2 separate regions of the Mus musculus genome follow, and region 2 is linked to region 1. The links are chromatin contacts, called in public HiCAR-type maps. All regions are on one chromosome and are shown on one strand. Each heading gives the region's core, a stretch centred on a gene start, on an enhancer-like site or on the middle of the called end of the contact. The rest is flanking DNA. Distances are from core to core; before and after follow the strand shown.

Evidence for each region. HiCAR-type assays count read pairs that join an accessible place to other places.
Region 2: a HiCAR-type map of fibro-adipogenic progenitors shows a contact between it and region 1, with 5 times the contacts expected there. The contact joins the promoter of 4930467K11Rik here to the enhancer-like site in region 1. A contact is called at or near these places in 1 of 39 promoter capture datasets (hippocampal neurons), 1 of 115 datasets of contacts at active chromatin or transcription factors (fibro-adipogenic progenitors) and 1 of 9 other capture datasets (adipose tissue).

The regions. Positions count from the first base shown.
Region 1 is chr10:56,497,858-56,500,585 of GRCm38.p6, reverse strand. It overlaps the pseudogene Gm9118. Among named protein-coding and RNA genes, the nearest start is that of Gm36595, 67 kb to the right of the region's middle. Within about 2 kb of position 1,310, at least 8 of the 459 cell types and tissues checked have an H3K27ac peak or open chromatin away from gene starts, as enhancers often do. A contact at or near this core is called in adipose tissue and fibro-adipogenic progenitors, where this site is marked.
Region 2 is chr10:57,485,024-57,487,751 of GRCm38.p6, reverse strand. 4930467K11Rik (RIKEN cDNA 4930467K11 gene) reads left to right here and starts at 1,399. Exons shown (of 4, transcript NR_045353.1): 1 at 1,399-1,569; 2 at 2,678-2,713. It overlaps Hsf2 (heat shock factor 2), which reads right to left and starts at 1,367. Exons shown (of 12, transcript NM_008297.3): 1 at 1,151-1,367. The coding sequence starts at 1,243.

The DNA.
Region 1 (2,728 bases), core at 61-2,560:
TGTGTAGACAGTATTGCTAAGACTTACTGGAAATCTTTGTTGACAATGTTGCAAGTGTTTATTCAGTAGAGACAGAGGAATGTATCCTAATTAAGAAATTTAAAAAAAAAGAGTAAATATGTCCAAAGTGGTGATGATAAACAAATTTCCCATCATAATCTTGTCATGATTGAGATATAGGAAATTAAATACCAGCTACATGGGGTGCTGAGACAGGAGGATCACCAAGTCCAAAGGTTTCTTTCACTACAGAGTAAGTTCATTGGCATTCTGAACAACTTAGTGGGATTCAAAAGGAGAGCTGGTCATGCAGTTAGAGACAGAGTGCTTGCTTAATATGCAGAGGATCACAGTACATCTGATTCCCAATGCTGCAGAAGAAAGAGAAGGAGGGAGGGAAGGGGCTTTAAAAGAAAAAAAAAATAAAGATGTTTAAAGGAAACATTTTGAACAGTGGTCAGTAGCAGAGCTTGCTGGCTCACACCTACACTTCCAGCACTTGGGAAATTGAGTCACAAGGAACACAAGCTGAGGACACCCGAGGAAAGACCCTGTCAGACAGCAGCCAAAAAAGAGAGAGAGGCTGCCACTGCTGGGGCAGAATAAGCATCCTAGTTATTATAGGAAATACTTCTCTTGAATAACATAGGAAGAAATACTTGATGCACAGTGATATAAAGGATGAGAAAAGTAACACTGTGTTCTAAATTCATTTAAAGAAACGTAAACACAGACTTCTTGCAGGGTAAATATAACACATTTCTAGGGCACAGGGAAAGTTTAACTAACATAGCAATTTAATTCACTTTTCCCTCTCAAATGTTATAATTTTCAGCAGTTAAAAGCACCAAAAAAAAAAAAAAAAAAAAAACCTTCTCTATTTTTGGTGTTAGTATTTCATATGAAAACATTTCTATGCTCCAGGGAGACATTTGGATCCAATACCACAGTCACCTGCAAATTCTAAGTATGAAGAAACAAAGGGAAATATTTCTGGCTCTAAAGCAGTTAGGTCCCCATGAGAATCTACAACAATCCCCAGAATTCCTGACAGCTCTTGCTAATGGAAGCATGGGGTGATGTCTGCCTAGCTGTTTGCCACAAACGACTCATTTCATTGAGAACCAGACAGTTCCTGTGAATTTTGCAATGTGCCCTCATTCACTGATTTTAGCAATTATTACAAAAGCAGGCTTCATTTGAACATATTAGAAGCAGTTTGGCATTTTGGGTGGAGCAGATTTTAAGGGAAACAGTGAGGTTATCTACTCCATGACACACTAGACTGGCCACTCCCAAGTAATTCCAGCCTTCAGAACGGTCAGATTTCCAGCTACAGTGAGTGAATATACTTTGCGGATGTGTTATTCACAGCTATGACTGTTCATTTTTTTAATTGATTAATTAATTTTAAAAATCACCAATGTAACAAACCTAGTCATATTTTTCCAGGATTGTTTTTAAAGGTTGCATAATTCTTTTAAGCTACACATGAGGGGAAAACCATTTATAGAATGATAGTAGAAAGATATATGGTTTTAGGAACATTATGAAAAAGATGGACAAATGTTCAACTTATTTTCCATTTATATTTTTGCCAAGTTGGTCTTCATTTTTTGGTTAACAAAAATGTATGTGTTCTTTGTATATGTCATCTTATCATATATGTATGTAATATATGTGTTATATATGTACATGTCATATGTGTATGTTGGATATATGTTATATCTACATATATATGCAGTAGTAGGTGGCTAAATCAAGTTAACATTATGCATATAATATATGCATAATGCATATAATGTGTACTTAATGCACATACAGTGTGCATAATACATATAACCTATGCATTATTTTATACTCATATCACTTTTTGTGGTGATGAGGCTACTTAAAATCTACTTACTTGGCAATTTTGTTTATAACAATACATTTATAACAACTATCATCTATTGTTCCAATTTAAATGGGACGTGGAAATTAAAATTTGCTTTTGAGGAAGTATAGAAGGGTATACTGTCCATGTCAGCTCCCAGGCTCAGCTCTGTGTGTGTGTGTGTGTGTGTGTGTGTGTGTGTGTGTGTGTGCCCGCTCGTGTGCGTCTGTGTCTGTGTCTGTGTGTGTGTCTGTGTCTGTGTCTGTGTGTGTGTCTGTGGTACCCATCACCAGGAAAGGTTTCTTTTTTTTTTTTTTTTTTGATTCATTTAAAAATTTATTGAGAGCAGCTAAGGATACATAGGTTAAAACATGGTCAAAGAAATGAGGCATATGCACAAGTGGTAGAGAAGTAAAGTTCTGCATCACAAGAGTAAAAGAAAAGTGCTTTAGGAAAAACAAGATTGCTTCCAGCCTGCAAGGGGGGATGGATGGCCAATCAGGAAAGGGGATTGAGATGTCTGGATTGTTGATGGTACTATATTTGTTTCTCCTTTTCCTCTTTCCCCATCTTTGGGCTTAATTTACCAGTAGTGCCCAGGAATGTTCAATGCGCTTTTTCTATACTTGCTTGCATTTTTGCCTTAATGTCTTCTACACAACTAGGTCCTTTTGGTGTTTTAGGAGTCTTTTCCTGTTTTTTGAAGGACTCTTGACCCTTTGATCTAGGTGTTGACGGTTTTAAGTCTTTTCCATTTAGGTTTGATTTTTGTGCATTTTTGGCTGGGGTATCTCGTACAGATTTCTTCACTGGGACCTTTTCTTCAGTTTCCTCTTCATCAAAATCATCTTC
Region 2 (2,728 bases), core at 150-2,649, 990 kb before region 1:
TGACATAGTTGTCCAAATATCAGGTATATTCTATTGCTGTTACCTCCTAAAAGCAGGCAAGGGTGAAAACTAGTTTTAACAACAGAAAAGGGCACAAATGAAACGGAGGAGATAACATTTATTTGACATATAGCTAGGTATTTCCCACTTACTCATCTCAAAAACTGTGAACATGAAAATACCCTGAATAAGTCATCAACTCCAGTAAGAGGAGCCGATCCCCTTCATGAAGAGATTTGAACAATCCAAGCATTGCGAGTCTAGCAAAGGAAAGGCACAAGTGATGTAAAGAATCACTCTGCAAAGAATCTTTGTGTGGAACTGGGGGGAGGGGGTCTTGGGTCACCTAGGCAACGCATCAATCTAACACATAACTTAGACCAGGCAAGATACCGGGCTTGATTAAGGTCATCTTTATTTATAAGGAGGATCTGGATCAAACTGATCAAGGCAACCACAAACCACTATGCCGGCAACTATTCTGTGAAATTTAACGACTCGGTTTTTAACTCCAAGCCGCTAAGTTACTAAGCATAGTCTACAGGCACTTTTACTTGAATTATTTTAAAGAAACGACCCAGTCTCAAAACAATAACTGGGAAATTTCTATGTTAAAACTACATAAATAAAATACATAAATAAAATTTAAAAGCTCAAGGCAAGAGCAGTCGGAGTCTGCACATTTTCCCATTATCATCATAAAAGATCCCAGACGCCAGGGCAAGCAATCCCCGCGGAGGTGATTTCTTTAGATAAGACCTGTGCTCGCTCACTAGCCCGCTCGCCCGCTCTCCCGGGGCTCCGCGACCTCCGCGCCCCGCGGCGAGCAGACGACTGAGGATGAGTGTGCAGAACGCGCCGCCGGGGCCGGTTCCGAGCTCCCCGGGCCGGCGGGACCGTTACCAGGGCGCCCCTCCCCCACGGCGCGCGGCCGGAGGAGAACGGAGCCTGCGGGGCCCGGCTCGCCGCGCACACAAAGCCGGGGGTCCGCGCGAGGTGGGGAGGCCGCGCGCCGCCGCAGGCCGCGGGAGAAGCCGAGCCCAGCCCAGCCCAGCCCAACCCAGCCCAGCCGAGCCGAGCCGAAACGAGCCGAGCCGAGCCGAGCCGGTTCGACAAGGGGGACCCGAGGCCACCGCGTCCCCGACCCTACCTGACTCCAGGTGATGAACTCGTTGGTGTGGGTTTCCTCCACAAGCGTCCACAGCTTGCTGAGGAAAGCCGGCACGTTGGAACTCTGCTTCATTGTTAGCCCGGTGCAGGGATTCCAAATTCTACTACCGAACGCGGAGGTCGCAGCGGCGGCGGCGGCGGCGGCGGCGGCAGCAGCGGCGGTGGCAGCAGCTGCTGCTCCGGGGAACGCACACCACGCAGGCGCGGCGGATCTCGGGCTCCGCCCCCTCGGCGCCGCGGGGCGCGCGGTGAAGGCGGAGAGACCCCGCGGCCGCACGTGATGGACAAGGCTTCGCGCTCCACCCCTGCGCTCTACTCCCGCGCCCGGTCTCAGCGAGTCCAATCCAAGGCTTCGGATGCACTACAGAGCAAAGCGATTGGCTGCTGCCGCGAGGAGGGGTGGGCCCAAGAGTGGTTCAGCCTTCTCTGTTACCTTTTAGGCAGGGTACTCTCTTAGGGAATGATATTGGGTCCAGGGAAACCTTGTTTAGTGGATTCGCATGGAAAGGGTTTGGGTGCACCGGCTGTGGCTGGCAGAGTGCAGAGAAGCCCAAGGGCAGTTGACTCATAAGTTTGACCGGCGAAGAGTAATTTGCTCCAATCTAAAGGAAGGAATACATCACATGGGGCAGTGAGCTGCTTGTGAGCAGATGTGCTAGGCCCCTGGTTGAAACTATCTTAAAGACAATGAGCTTTTCTATACATTTTTCATGGGGAGAAAAATAGCTCATTTAAGGACAGTTTTATCAAAACCTGAAGCATGAATAATAGTTCCCTATTTGTGAAGTACTTGCTATTGTGTGTGTGTGTGTGTGTGTGTGTGTGTGTGTGTGTGTGTACTATTAGGAGCCAGCATCTGTTAAGAGCATCTTATATGCTTTTCTCAACTCAGCAAGCATCAGGTGCCTGTCATAAGCCCAGTTCAAAAGCAACGAGTCTAGTTTTAGAGTATCTGAGTCAAAATGATTGTTCTGCATGTACCTCACAGGGGTTTCCTCAGGCAAAATGTGATTCGGAACAGCTTCTTGAGCGAAATTTCCCATTTCTTCATTGACAATAAGACTTTCTACCCGTGAAGAGTAGCTATAATAACGTGGATCTCTGAAAAAAAGATTTTTTAAAAAACTTTTTTTGTTGTTGTTTTGTTTTGTTTGTTACTTAATAGCTGATCATAGTGTCTGGAATCTGTAAGTCAAGCACTCTGGAGGCTGAGGTAGAACTGTGGAGCAGTGGAGGTCAACCTGGGTTAAATAGTGAGCTCCAGGTATCCTGGGCTAATGGCAAGAAATATAGATAGATAGATAGATAGATAGATAGATAGATAGATAGATAGACAGACAGACAACTTTTTCAGTAAGCATATACTGAACACAGTCATACAGCACTGTTTGGATATATGATGGGGATATATGATGGGGTAACTGTGATTTTAAAAAAAAAGACTAATATTTGATGAGGTCTTATGTGACAAGGGCTTTGCATGTCTTATCCTATTTAATCCTCACAGCAACCCAAAGAGGAAGCTTCAAAGGGTCTGATTCAGGTTGGTACAAATTCT